Regions from separate parts of the Gossypium hirsutum genome. Here regions 2 and 3 are each linked to region 1. The links are chromatin contacts, called in public Hi-C maps. All regions are on one chromosome and are shown on one strand. The core of a region is the stretch at or near the end of the contact, and the rest is flanking DNA. Distances in the headings are between cores, read along the strand shown. Region 1 holds the start of LOC107901583 (bHLH transcription factor RHL1). Region 2 holds the start of LOC121218314 (formin-like protein 13). Region 3 holds the start of LOC121218313 (reticulon-like protein B21).

Region 1 (4,926 bases), core at 966-3,465:
TAAATTAAATAGGATTAAAGTATAAGAGTTAAAACTAAAATTTTAAAAAAATAAAGGGACCAAAACCGAAATATGACCAAAAATGAAAAGGAATCTATAAAAGTGATGGCACGCGTGCTACTTTTGTTTTTGTCGTTTTTTATGTGATTGAGATATGGTCGGATTTCAGACAAGGAATGATTTAAACAAGAACAAGACAAGATTTTTCATCATAGTCACATGTAAAAATTTCTCAAATTTTTTTAACAAAATAAATTAGCGCAAATTTTAATCATGAGAGTAATTACCTCAGAAACAAGGGGAGCAACAGCAGCAGCACCACCCAATCTGCTCATACTCAGAACCTGGAAAAAGCAAAAGAAATGGATTTCAGGGATGCCCATACAACAAATTGGATTTTTAAAAAATAATGATTAATAAACACATTAAATAAATCATGTCAACCAAGACAGACTGACAGGAATCTTAATTAATAGAAAAAAATTTAAACCTTCACTTGGAGCTGGAGGAATTTGACATAGTCGATGATCTCATCAAGCATTGAAGCTTTATCTGTCTGTCAAATCCAAATCCCACATCCATTAAAATACTAATTAGTCAGTTTAAATATTCAAATTTTAATTACACACTCCTTTTTGTTTAAATTAATGGGTTTAATCCTATTTTTAGGTCTTCCACTTTGTTCAAATTGAATATTTTAATTTACTCCCTTTTTCATAATATCAGTGGCTAAATAATTAACATAATTAATTATCCGTTTAAAAGTGAGTTTTTCCTTAAAAACTATGCCCACATTAACTTTTTTTAGCATCAAAAGGATTATTTCTGAAGAAATCAAATCAATGCCTACGTTTTAACCAAACTTGCTAATGGCGAAAATCTGTAAATTTGAACATAATGGAGGGACTAAGCCATAATTTCACCAAATTAATTAATTGCAATTATTGATTTGTTTCTTTAGGCCTTTCCCAAAACCGGATGGTTTATATATAATTAAAATAAAAGAGTCAGAGAGCAATATTAAAGACACTGCACTGTGACGATTTATTTATCCTACTATCGACACCTGTCCAGCTTACGCGTAAGATGGAGTTGACCAAATGAGAGCCGGTGACCGGAGCCATTGAAGCTCCTAATCATTAAAAAAAAATGAAACTGTACCTTGTTGGCGTTGGGAACCAGTTCTTGAAGAGCTTTCATTCTCTCTGCAATTCTAACTCTACGTAGCTGCAAAACAAATCATTTTAAATCCATTTGATTTCTTGAAAAAAACTGATTTAAGAAATGTTTCTCTTACTCTTTCCGCGATACTGTGCGGGTCAGTAGCCTGACCCCTCCTTGCCCTAACTCTTTGTTTAGGCTTTTCCGGCGCCGTCACCGCTTCTCCGGCCGTCGGACCACTTCCCTGACTTTGGGTCATCTCTGTTGCTGAATTAGCCCCCACAAAGCTTTTCGCCTGCATAGTTCCATGCAAAGATCCGTCGCCAAAAACATTATACAAAGCTTGCATGGAACCCTCTCCACCCTGCAACATATTATATATAAAATCATTCATATTAATATACATGCCAATATTTATATTACCCTAAGTGAAAGCTAATGTGAACCTGATGATTGGTGGTGATTCCGCCTCCGGCGGCGGCGGAGGCAACCGTGGGTCTTCCCGCTAACATCATCTGCTGTTGCTGTTGTTGTTGTTGCATCATCAACATCATCTTCATAGCGGCAAAAGGGTTACCAGCAGCTCCGCCGTTGATTTGATGCTGTCGAAGCTTGGAAGCTAGAACCATGTCATCGTAGTTGAATCCGGCGTTATTGTTATCCTCGGGGTTGGGAGGACCCGTTTCGTCGGACCACGGGAAGGACGTGGTGGAGGAGAGTATTTGTTCTAAGAAGCTGTCGTCATGGTGGGTTGTTGAAGTGGGTGTGGGATACTGGAACTGCGATGATGATGGGACGTGGATCTGTTGATGGTGGTGTCTGTTACCGTTGATCTGAAGGTCTTGGAGAGGGATTTGTTGGGTCGGGTTTAAGAGAGAGTTCATTGCTTGCATTTCACGACTACAAGGCTGCATAATTAGGGGTTTTTTTTTGCTTTGATGATGAATGAGATTGAAGATGAAGGGACGAGTTTCTCTTTTTTTCTTTTTGCTTTGGGGTTTGGATTTACTAAATATAGAGAGGAGCTCTGTATGCATAGCTTTTGTAGTTTTGTTTTGGTATTGTTTTGGAGTTGGGATAAAGCAATATTTAGTACATGAATTTGTCAATTTTTCCAGATTGGTCCCTAAATTTTTTTAATCCACAATAAACTTTGGAGTTTGAAAAATTTTTCACTTTTCTAAATTTGGATTATGTTAAGGAATAATGATATTACACTTTGAGATTATATCTTTGTATTTTAAAATTTATACAATTTTTTTGAAAGAATTTAAGTGATGATGTGTCACATCACCATATCTTAATAGAATACAAAATTAAGAATAAAATTTACCAAAATTTAAAACTAATGTGTAAAAGAATATAAGGACCAAATTGAAAATGCCTTCAAATTTAGGGATTAAAGATTGTTGAGTTTTGAAATTTCAATGCTTTCCCTTCTTCATATCTACTTATGTGATGTTGAAAGCCAAAACTCCTTTTTCCAACAACCCACTAGAAGCGCGTGAGCCAAAGCTCATTTAAATGAACATGAAAGCATTTGTAAAGTCAAAATATGTGGCGGATTTTGTAATTGAATGAAGTTCCATATTTAAGATATATGAGTAATTTTAGTTATTTTATTAAAATTATGAGAAAATTATATTAATATGTTTGATTCATAATTACTTTATTAGAAATGTATTTTTAATTTTTGAGATTATCTCGTTAAGTCAAATAAAATATAAGTAGATTTTATTTTATTTTTTGATAATTGGGGAAGAGGAATAAAATTATTTAGGACCGAATCTAAGCTCTTATGCTTACATTATATTATTTTTGCCACTAATGTTGTTTTAAATAAACACGTATTTTAATATATTTATTTCAAAAATTATTATATGGTTAAATTTTAAATAAGTTTAATATGTATTAAGCTGCAATATAATTTAAAATTTAATCTAATACTTCCTAAAAGAATTAATAAAAATATATATTTTTTGAAACCCCTTAATAAATATATCTTATAGTAAACAAATTCTGAAAAAAAAATAGCATGTTAAAGATTATACCAATTTTTTTTAAAAATTTAAAAGATTTAATTTTAAATTAAATCTCAAATCTTATTAGCAACATATTTTGAATTATTTCCAATCATATTACAAAACTTAAATGATGATTTTAGTTCCTCCACTATGTTAAAAAAATATGCTTTACTGTTTATATTTTAATTTAATATAGTTTGATGCTTATTATTAGTTAATATAAATATATTAACGCTGTTAATTAATTATTTTTATTAAAGTGTTAACGTGGAAATTAAAAAAAATGAATCTATTATAATTATGGGGAGAGATACACTAATATAGTATATATTATTCAACTGTTATATTTCATAATCTATTCATGTAGACCATTAATGTCAAGTTTGATGTAAATTTAAAATTTCTACCTATTTTTACATAAAAAAATTTAATAATTGAATATATATTAATATATAAAGTATTTTAAATCGATATGATAAATATATTAAACCAATACAAAAAGTGTAAACTACCAAAATAATCACTTTTTTTGTACCTCAGCTTAGATTTTAGTCACTTGTGTTTAACATGTTATGTTTTAGTTACTTATGTTAATGTGTTGTAATATTTTAGTCAATTGTCGTTAACGGTGTAACAGTAAGCTGACATGGTACATTAAATCATCATTTCAAACAAAAAAATTAGGTTAAATTATATAATTGATCCCCATATTTTTTTCGTTTTGAGAAATTTAATTTTTTTTCTTTTATGTTCTTTTAACTTTCATTTTTTTGTTTTTATTTTCCATTCTTTTCTGTTTCTCCCTTTTTTTTCTACATTCTCCATCTCTTTTAACGTAGTTTTTCTATGCTTTCCATTTGTTAAATTTTTTTATGTTTACGAAAAAAGAAAATGCAAAAGCTAAAACAAAAATATAACTTACTTCGAATATTCTCACCCCATAATTATGATCCCTCATCATCCATCATCCATCATCCATCATCGCTTTAACGAATCAATTTGGATCTCTCAATAACCTAGTCCATAAGCTCTCCTTACTCGAAGAACTCGCCAGTCATAACTTGTGGCAGTCTACCCTCAACAAAGTTTCCCGAACTCGTTCCCTTAACCTCTTAACTAACCCCCACGACCACCTTATCTATCTTACCTACAACATTCTCGCCCTCTTGAAGCTACGTTGTTTCACGAAATTTTCAAACGAGCTGTATACTCTCAATGATTAAAACGACCACCGAATGAAACTTACCCTCAACTTTACCCAAACCAAATTGGTTCCATGTTCCCTTTCTCCCTTTGGTTTATCCATGTTCGGCTTTCAATTAAGCTTGTTGGGGAATATCCAAGAAGGTTTAGATCAATTTTATCGTTTGCTTAATTGTATTCGCCAGAAAATAAAAGAAAATGAAAGGAATAATCTACACGATTCTATAAAAGTTTGGAAACGGAAAAAAATTGTTTTGAATATAAAGAATTTAATTTATGTTTAGAGGATATGTGTTTTTTTTAATTGATTAGTTAGATCTATTTTTAGTTTCAAAATTAGGTTATATTCAAATCAAGATTTGATTAAGAATGATCGATATTCGGTTTCCATTAAAATTTAATTTAGGAATCGTGTGAAAGAAACAAGGGCTTAGTTTATTTTGTGGGTAAAGATCATGTTTCTACAGTGAAGAATATGAGAAGGGAGAAAAATAAAGGGGAAGAAGAAAAGGAAAGTAAAGAGAAAAAATTAAATTGT
Region 2 (4,926 bases), core at 743-3,242, 160 kb before region 1:
ACTGATCCAACGTCGGTCTGTTTGTTCCAAAAGAACAAGAGATGCTCATTACATGTGAGCAGTTGCAACTGCTTGATTATCTTGCAGTTATAAAACTTATGACAGAACTATGAACTCATGCTTTGCCTAAAGTTTGTAGCAAACTACTTTAGTTCCAGATGAGTTCAGATCCGATACAATCCTAAACCTACTTCGAATCCCATGGGACTCTTTTTCTGGTACACCTAATCTACTAATGATAATGGTGTTTGGTCATTCATGAACCAGCTGATCCATCAAATTGTAAACCCTGCAATATTGTTGCTCAATATGTTAATCTCCTAAACCAGGAAAAAATCCCAATTCATCTAGCCCCACATACGTGAATATAATATAAGTTCTCTCTTACATAAATGAATAAAAAAATGGTAACCAAGATTAGGTTTACAATCAAGACTTAATTGTTCAAATGTCAGGATTTAGGAACATATATATAGATATAGATATAAGAAGATACTCTGAATGTTTTTTCTTTAATATTTTTTTAAGCAAAGTACTGGCAGATTAGGTCAATCTAACATGGCGGCCAAAAATCAACAGCAATTGTGCAGGAAATTTCCTCTATATTATTACTTCTTCTGTTAAATAGGGAATATGTTGAAAAATAATGATTCACCATAGGAATGAGCACTTGTGAAACTGAAAGTGATGGCTAACAGATACAGAAGAACACAAAAAAAGCAATGGACCCCAAGGTCTTAAAAATATCAAAGCATAGTAGGAGAAGATTCTTCAGAGGCAACTTCATCAAAAGCAATGTAATATAGTTCTTTATTGTGAACATGGTGGCTTGTTGTCATTATTGTCTTCATCAAACGCCAAATCCATGAAAACCTCCTTTAGATATTGTCATCAACATCAACAGCAAAGAGATGTTCATTAGCATCTTCCCAGAGAGATTCTAAATGACCAAAAAGTTGTTCTATCAACCATTTTAAAAAGAGTCACTTGGCTTTTGCATGATTTTTCTTTTTGGTAATAATATATCGAAGTTCTAATCTAACATCAACAAAAGAAGAGCAGCTTGATGAACTAAAGTTGAACTGCTGCCAATCATACCGGTCCTTGATTCTCTTGAATATACATAGGCTGCTTGAAGATTGGCATCCTTGGAGAGTATGATGGGATGAGGACACTGATATCATGGCAGAGGATCTCAACCATGTCAAAGATATAAAATTCAGCATTCTCCCTGTCTCTTAAAGGACATCGAACCAAAGAACATAAACAAGATGTTCTGTGAGAGAATGGGCAAAAGGTGATTCATCTATATATGTAAATTGTAACAGCTAATAGTGGTCCACATATATACATATGTAACAACTGATATCTGGTTATCAGCAACTATCTCCAACCATGAAAGGAGGAGCAAAGGCACCCTTGTTTAATGAAATTCTCATCAACACAATCTGGCTCAGGCCCAGAAATTCATTCAGCAGGTCCACTATGGCAAAGCATTATTTTTTAGACCATATTCAAGGCAATTTATGCGTGCAGCTTGAAGCATGAGGTATGGAAGGGAGTCTATAACATCCTTAAGGTGCAGTTGGTTCATATTATCTTACATTACATCTCGTAATATTTAAATTAAAAGTTTCTCATTTTCTTTACGGTGAAAAAGTAGATGTCCTAACTTAAAACTATATTTATTATAATTATTCATTTATTAGTATATGAATTATGATTATAATTACCATTTATAAATTTATTTTGACATCATATAGTTACTTATTAATATATAAATTATATAAAAACAATAATGATCACAATTTATTATAATTGTATGAAAAGTAAGACCAAAAATTTTAAAAGAACTAAATTTATTTTTTTAAAACACAAATTATTGCCAAGAACAATTTAGTAAAATTTGCTTTTTGTTGACTTTACATTCCGTCAACTAAACACCACAATCCTACATTCTAGTCAAATGAAGCAAATAGTAAGATACCGACATTCGACCTAGTAATTCTATTACTAAAAATAATATTACATTCCTTTAACTAAATGTCCCTTTAATGTAACATAACATATAGGGTTCATACTACACTAAATGCTAACCAAGCAAGCACAAAGGCTAACAACTCTGAGCTATATAAGACAGCCATGCATACAAACTGATAGGACTCAATCTACTAGGAAACCACTCAGCCAACATCATTTAGCTCAAGAAGCTTAGTTCATGTCCGAGATAAATTTGTTCTCATAAATCCATGTGGTTTATTTTTTGGCAAAACGGTTCACATTTGATATGGTGAACTAAAATAAAAAAGACTAGCCACTTGTCCTCTTGAAGTTCTTTCAGTCGATCATATTGCCGAGCGTTGTTCCAAGTATAAGGTAAGAAGTTAAAAGGGAAAGACTTCCATTTAGAGCAACATGGTGGCTTAATTGTTCCTAGCTTTAAAAGTTACCTCATGTCATATTTTGCAAGCAAAATGTTGTCATACCATCTGTATGTTCCTTGATTACACTATAACTTCGTACTCTCGGGGTGAACGATTCATTTTCAGAATTTCGTAGTTATTGGAATCATAGATACTAATAATTTTTACATAAGAGACTGAGACAGTATGAAAACCTGAAATTGAATTGCCATACTCAACCGGCAATGGCGTTCAAAACAAGTAATGTGTAGAACACTAAATACATCAAACTAACAAAACTAAAACCAGCAAATGAACTAGAAACTTTACTTAATAGGTCATAACTTGAACTTATTGAATGTAATGGAAAAGATTAAAAATGAGAGAGAAAGTTCTATACCTGGAGAAGAATGGAAAACAATAGTTTGACTCTTAATGACTTGGACCCTCAAAATCAAACCAAAAAAAAGAAAAGAGAGGTAAAAACAAAGAAGATTTGATGAGTCATCGAGGAAACAGAGCATGCCAAACAAAGAAACATAGAATTTGAGATTTTGCAAGCCACAGGGTAAGAAATGCAGAAAGCAAGCAACTTTAGAGCACCCTTCCCTCCTTTAGCCTGTAGAGGGTTTTTTAATCGATGGAGGAAATGTTACCAATAAGTGAAATCAAATGTATAAAGACAACAAAGGGAAGACTGGAGCAGACTCTATTCCATTAAAGTGTAACTGTAGGTGGTGGATACTAAGATGGAGAATTGGTCAAATAAACTATGCGTAATTGAGAATAAGGTTGAGCAAAAGGGTAGACTTAAGATATTTAGAAAGTGTTTAAGAGAGTTAGAATTTCCAAAATGTCAAAAAGTTGTGAAGACTCGTATCTAGAAAAAAAAAAGAAAACCCAATCCTTTTTTCCCACAAAATAAGAAAACCCGATAAACAAGTGATTTGTCGGCGAGAGACGGTGTCCACGTCAATAAAAGGATGAGCTGGTGAGTGACAAATGACATATTTTGCCTCTTACTTGTCAGCTACAAAGAAAGGTGAAACCTTTTTTGGTGTATTGCATAAACAAGGTAACATTACCCCTCTTTTTTCTCTGTTTTATCAAAAACCCAATCATTATTTTGAAGTTTACTAGAAAAACAAGAAAAAAAAAGGCACCCACCAAATCGTTTCCTTCAACATCAAGCCTGAAAGATTTAAAGAAACTGTTTACTTCAAGGGCAAGCTCTCTTTTCTTCTTCTTTGATTTGTTTTTTTTTTTACTATTTGTCAACTGTTTTTGGAGTATGATTTAGTTGTTTGTGTTTCAAAGGATTCTGGAGCAAAGACATGGGATTGTTTAGCAAACTGTTTTACAAGAAGCCGCCTGATAGGCTTCTGGAAATCTGTGAAGGTGTCTACGGTGCGTTTTTGTCTTCTTGGCTTTCTGCAATTTATGGTTTTTTTTTGGGCTTTCAGTTATCTTACCTTTTTGAGATGTGGAAATATTGGTCACTTAGGAAATGATTAATATCTGGGTGATTAAATGTAAATTTTGAGAAGATTGCTGTTTTTTAGAATATGAGTTCTGTTTGGTTGCTTAGGAGATTAGGGAAGGAAATGCGAAGTTCGCCTGTGAGTTATCTGTTTTAAGTGATTACAAAAGAACTATAGTATAGTTAAATGAATTCTAGTTTATTTCTTGTTGGAAAGTTTTATTACTTGAAATTGTAGCTGTGTATCTTACATTTAGTGTCTGATAAATTGTGTGCTTTCGTGGTGGCGTATAGTTTTTGATTACTGCTTTACCATTGATGCTTGGGAAGAAGAGAACTACAAAGTCTACATAGAGGGAATAGTTACTAATCTTCAAGAACACTTCCCCGATGCTTCGTTCTTGGTCTTCAATTTTCGCGAAGGAGAAACACAAAGCTCGATTGCTGAATTACTGTCCAAGTATGATATGACAATAATGGATTACCCACGTCACTACGAAGGGTGTCCGTTAATTGCAATGGAGGTGGTCCACCATTTTCTGAGATCGTGCGAAAGCTGGCTCTCACTCGGTCAGCATAATTTTTTACTAATGCATTGCGAAAGGGGCGGTTGGCCTGTATTGGTCTTTGTGTTGGCTGCATTGCTGTTATATAGGAAGCAGTACAGTGGAGAGCAGAAGACGTTGGACATGATATACAGGCAAGCTCCTCGTGAGGTTTTGCAGTTGTTTTCACCCCTGAATCCGGTGCCTTCACAATTGAGGTATCTACAGTATGTCTGTAGGAGAAATGTGGGGTCAGAATGGCCTCCTTTGGATCGAGCTCTCACCTTGGATTGTATCATTCTTCGATGCATTCCTGATATTGATGGATATGGAGGTTGCCGTCCAATATTTAGAATATATGGGCAGGATCCTTTTCTTGCAGATGATAAAACCCCAAAAGTTTTGTACTCAACCCCCAAAAGAAGCAAATCTGTAAGGTATTATAAGCAGGTAATCACATCTTTCTAGTTATATATATATATCAAAGCGGTTGACATTC
Region 3 (4,926 bases), core at 1,258-3,757, 130 kb before region 1:
TGTCCTTGAGCTTGCGGATGATTTTGAGACGGAGCTTGTCGAAGTCACCATTGTCCTTGAGCTTTGCAATTACCTCTTCTTTCCTAATCTTCTTGTTTTCTTCTCCCATCGGTTGTTTTGCATTCAATCTGTTGGAAAAAAATACATTTCTCTTTTATGTTTCTATTAACAGGGAAAGGGGAAGAACGTAAGAAGGAAAAATCATAAAGTTTCTTTTATGTTTCATTTTCGTTCCTGATAAAATGAAGAAAAGAAATGTAGGAGAAGATGAAGCTAAGGGCAGAAAAGTTTCTAACTACCCAAACGTAAGAAGGAAAAATCATAAAGAAGGAACAAAATTACCTCTGCAATTTGGAAAAGAAGAAAACGTAGGAGAAGATGAAGCTGAGGGCAGAAAATGGAAAATAGGAAAGAAACGGCGGATGAAATCCCTATTCAACGTTGAAGGGAATGAATGGCTATTACAGCCGATGGGTGTAATAGGGCCTGAATGGAATCAGGATGTAATGATATTACAGCCAACCAAACTAACGTTTGGTGGTGGGCAATTGAATAGGCAAGGAATGGAATGGCTATTCATGCCAACCAAACATGCTGCTAGTATTATCAATTTGATATGTTTTTCTATTTAAATTTTGTTTTACTCATCATTTAATATGTTTTTATTTATTTATTTTAATATTGTATATGTTTTATTTGTTACAACTAATTAATTTTAAATCATACTTTTTATTATTTATTATATCTTAATTAGGTAATTTTCACACATACGATAAGATTTCTAGTATTATATATATGTGATTACTTCTGGCATTTGCACACAAATAATTATTTTCATATTATAAAATAACATTATTATTATACAAAATGATGTTTAAAATTATTTGGAAGAATTGCTTTATAACAAATCATAAGCCAAAGTTAAAAAAATGAGTAAAAGGGTGTCGGTGACAATTATACATTGTCCATATATGAAGGCACCATCTCTCGCCACGAGATGGTTTCACATGCTTGTTTAACAGAAAGGGGTGGGTGGGACCTTATTTCATAGTTTTAAAAATGATTTAATTATTGTTTTAGTCCTTCTCACTTAATTTAATCTTCTAACTATTGACAGAAACAATTTAAACTTACTAATACTATTATAAAAAAATTCAATCTTAATTTAAACATAAAAAATGGAAATTAGATTTCATTATATATAAAATATTTTTAGTCGCAACAACTTCCCATTTACAAAAAGCTTTTACATGTGCTAATTGGATTTCCACTGAAACATTCCTCGCTTATGCCCCACTTAACTAGATGTTAATTAAAATTTTATTTTTTTTACAAAGCGATAAATATTATTAAATTTTACATTAAATATTTTTATAAATTTATCGTGAAGGTGTAATATACGTAAAACTATTTTACCATTTCACCTAATATTTTATTTGTTTTTAAATATTTTTTTTTGTAAAAATATTTTTCCTCATAATTTGCGTGTGACATTATCTAAAATGTTGAATCATTGCAGTAGGAAATAGTACATCTCTTCCAACATATTGATTTTAACAAAATTCCAAGTTGATATTTTGATCAAAATAGTTAAATGCGATAATTATTTAAATTAACTAATTATATTATAAAAATAAAAAATAAATTATAGTACATGTATTAAAATTTAAATCTAGTAGGAACCAAAACCATAATTTTGACATTTTTGGGACTTTGTTATTCATATGCACAAAATTTGATAAGGTCCCAATTTTTTTTGTTGCCTCAGATCCAAAGTAAGCTCTTTTTCAGTAAGGACAATGTGAAATTGCAGTGTCAACTCACGGTCTTACATATCCTTTTGATACTGAAAAAGAGAGAATACTTATGCAAAAAGAAAAAGAAAGCCCTCTAATCATTGAACCCCACCATGTATGTAAAATCTTATATTTCTCTTTACCCAAAATCCAACAATAATCAAAAGGTCTAATCTTCCCTTTCAGTCCCTGTACTTTTTAGAATTTTGATATTCAGTCCTTTGTTTTTAATTTCAAGAATTTAACCTTTCTACTAGTCTAATTTAACAACTAGGTTTAATTCATGATTTAAGTCTCCAAATATAACGGTTTCTTCACTTTATTATTTAAACTCTTTTTTTTTTCTCATTTTAGTATATAAACTATTATTTTTATCTCATTTTATTGAAAAGATTATCCATAAAAAATGACACATGTTCCTTAAAAAAAAGAAAACGACATATGCCACATTTTTGTTGGACTAAAAATCAAGTCTAATTAATAAGACTATTTTATTTGAATATGTGATATCAACTTAACTTTCTTTTTTAAGTAAGAACTCTAAATATCAAAAGGCCACACATTAATAAAATTTAACAGAAATCTACCCTTTATGTTATCAATTAGAATTGTACAGGGATTAAATTTTAAAAGTCTTAAAAGAATAGGGGCTGAGAGCAAAATTAAACCCGAGTAAAAAATGAAAGAAACCCTCTCCCCCCCCCCCCCCCGCCTTCCCTGGCAATTCACTCATATATACCTCTCTTTTTTCTGTCATCGTTTGATCCCACAAAGACCTCCATTTCTTCAATTTAAAGCTTCTTATCCAATAATTGTGACATCCAGGTCCCAGTAGGAGTTGTTTCCCACAAAGGGTAAATAGAAAGTGAGATAAATAGGAGGGCAAAAGAGATGGATTCGAGCAATAGCAGAAGAACAGGAGGTAAAAGCAGTGTTGTTGCAGGCTCAGTGCGGGAAACCAGGATGAAAAGTAATGAATTCAAAGGTGGGATCAAGGTCTTCAATGAAGAAGAAAACGGCAATGGTGAGGGAAACAATGCTGGTGGTGATAAAAGGTTGAGCTTGAAGAAAGGGCAAACCTTTGGGGTTGTAGGTGTTAGTGGGAAGAGAAAGACATGGAAAAGTGAAAGCTTTGAAGGGTTGGAGAAGAACCCAATTAGGGTAGCTAAAGGAAGATCCATGGAGCATTGCAAAGACTTGAGCTTGTCTGTTGATGGGATTAAGAAGGTTTCTCCTACTCAAGTCAAGAAAGGGATTAGGGATCTTAGTAAATCTGTTGATGGAATTGAGAGAACCCCAATTCATAGTAAGAAGTTAAGATCTGATGTTGCTAAAAAGGGTGTTGAGATGAGCAGCAAAGATGGTATTGAATCAGGCGAGGGATTAGAGGGGAATTCAGTGAAGGCCTCAGCTCAATCTTGTGATGAAAATGGAAATGATGATAAAGTTTTAGTTTTTGATGATGAAAAGATTGAAGGGAGTGACAAGGACTCAAATGAAAACTTGAAGGATGAATCTGACTGTGAGGAGCATTGCAAAGAGTGTGGTGTGTGCCAAGAAATGGTCATTTCAAGCAATGGTGATGATGAAGAAGATGAAGAAATGGAGGAAGTTGGGGATGAAAAGACAAGCTTTGACATTAAGGAAATGAATGTACCAGAGGTGGAGAAGAAGCCTAACAAAATTGCTAATGAAATAAAGCCCAATAAAGCTGTTAATGAAGTGAAAAAGTTGCAAGAAGATAACAAGCCTAGCAAAGTTACTAATGGAGTGAAGAAAACTAGCCAATTCCCTATCAAAGCTGCACCATTTTCTCCAACTCTGAACAAGCAGCCACCACCAGTTGTAAAGCATGCTACCCTTTGTAAGTTTTGTGTTCCCATTTGATGCTATATTGAGATAAGCAACTCTTTTTTAGTGCTAAATGAATGTTGCTAATGGCCTTATTGCTTGGAATAAATTGCAGATGACGATTACCATTATCAAAGTTTCCCACAAACTCAGAACCAATTGCACAATTTAGGTACATTTAACTGATTCCATTCCTTGGAAACAACATCAATGAATTCCATAGCTGCAACTTTATTAAACCCTTTTCATCTTTTCAGTTGATTTAGTAATGTGGAGGGATGTATCGAAATCGGCATTAATCTTCGGGGTCGGAACATTCATCATCATTTCATCATCTTACACACAAGACCTCGACATCAGGTCTCACATTTGTCATCCTTTTTCCTTTCTAATCTTTTTTGAGTCCATCACTAAAACTCCTTGTTCAATGTTTCAACAGCTGCATTACAGTAACTTCCTATGTGGGACTTGTTTACCTTGCTGCTATATTCCTTTACAGATCAATCATCTGCAGGTAAACACATTGCATTAGATGCCATTAATGAACGAATAAAGACCTTCCCCCCCCCTAACTTTCTATGATAATGCAGGGGAGTTGTGGATGTAGATGAATCAAGGTGTGTGGTTGGAGAAGAAGAAGCAATTTGGGTACTTAAATTGGTTCTTCCTTATTTGAACGAGTTCTTATTAAAGCTGAGAGCACTTTTTTCTGGTGATCCTTATACTACAATGAAGGTAAATTTCCCATTGTTTTTTTTCAACCATTTGGTTTTGATTTTTAAAGAAAGTTGATCAATTGGGACCATTTGCAGTTGGCAGTGCTACTGTTTGTTTTGGCCAGATGTGGCAGCTCCATAACTGTCTGGAAAATGGCTAAATTGGGTAAGGTGTTTTTTTTTTCTCTTGGTTGAGATCATGAGTTTTAGGTCAAATTATATTTTGGTCCCTCGATTATACTCAAATTTGATATTTAATCCTTATTAGCATAATTTGACATAATTCAATCTTTTACTTTTGCAACAATTTGTCATATACACAACAATATGGGTGAAAAAAATATTTGACATAAATTTTTTTATTTAAGAAAAAATAATATTTAAAATAATTATTTCTTAAAAAAAATTGAAGGTAAAGGCTAGATATTTAAAATAAATTATTTCTTAAAATAAAATTTAAAATTAAAACACTTAATTAATCCAGTTTACTTTTGAATTTTACAAATTTATTGATTTTGTTTACTTTCACCAACTGAATTGTTGTCATCAACTCAAGATATCTA

The links. Hi-C and Micro-C count contacts between places; a contact is called where the count stands out from the background.
Region 2: a contact with region 1 is called in a Hi-C map of seedling, with 1.9 times the contacts expected there. The contact joins the promoter of LOC121218314 here to the promoter of LOC107901583 in region 1. A contact is called at or near these places in 3 of 34 Hi-C or Micro-C datasets (leaf and seedling).
Region 3: a Hi-C map of leaf shows a contact between it and region 1, with 2.8 times the contacts expected there. The contact joins the promoter of LOC121218313 here to the promoter of LOC107901583 in region 1. A contact is called at or near these places in 11 of 34 Hi-C or Micro-C datasets (anther, hypocotyl, leaf and 1 more).

The regions. Positions count from the first base shown.
Region 1 is chrD06:22,500,842-22,505,767 of Gossypium_hirsutum_v2.1, reverse strand. It overlaps LOC107901583 (bHLH transcription factor RHL1), which reads right to left and starts at 2,215. Exons shown (of 6, transcript XM_016827638.2): 1 at 1,608-2,215; 2 at 1,298-1,525; 3 at 1,162-1,227; 4 at 491-556; 5 at 288-344. The coding sequence starts at 2,198.
Region 2 is chrD06:22,665,500-22,670,425 of Gossypium_hirsutum_v2.1, reverse strand. LOC121218314 (formin-like protein 13) reads left to right here and starts at 1,992. Exons shown (of 19, transcript XM_041095375.1): 1 at 1,992-3,477; 2 at 3,720-3,809; 3 at 4,177-4,877. The coding sequence starts at 3,405. It overlaps LOC121218315 (a long non-coding RNA gene), which reads right to left and starts at 1,738. Exons shown (of 2, transcript XR_005914546.1): 1 at 1,099-1,738; 2 at 498-876.
Region 3 is chrD06:22,631,997-22,636,922 of Gossypium_hirsutum_v2.1, reverse strand. It overlaps LOC121218313 (reticulon-like protein B21), which reads left to right and starts at 2,507. Exons shown (of 9, transcript XM_041095373.1): 1 at 2,507-3,660; 2 at 3,763-3,819; 3 at 3,905-4,007; 4 at 4,087-4,161; 5 at 4,238-4,382; 6 at 4,460-4,529. The coding sequence starts at 2,688. LOC107901586 reads right to left here and starts at 128. Exons shown (of 3, transcript XM_041095567.1): 1 at 1-128. The coding sequence starts at 109.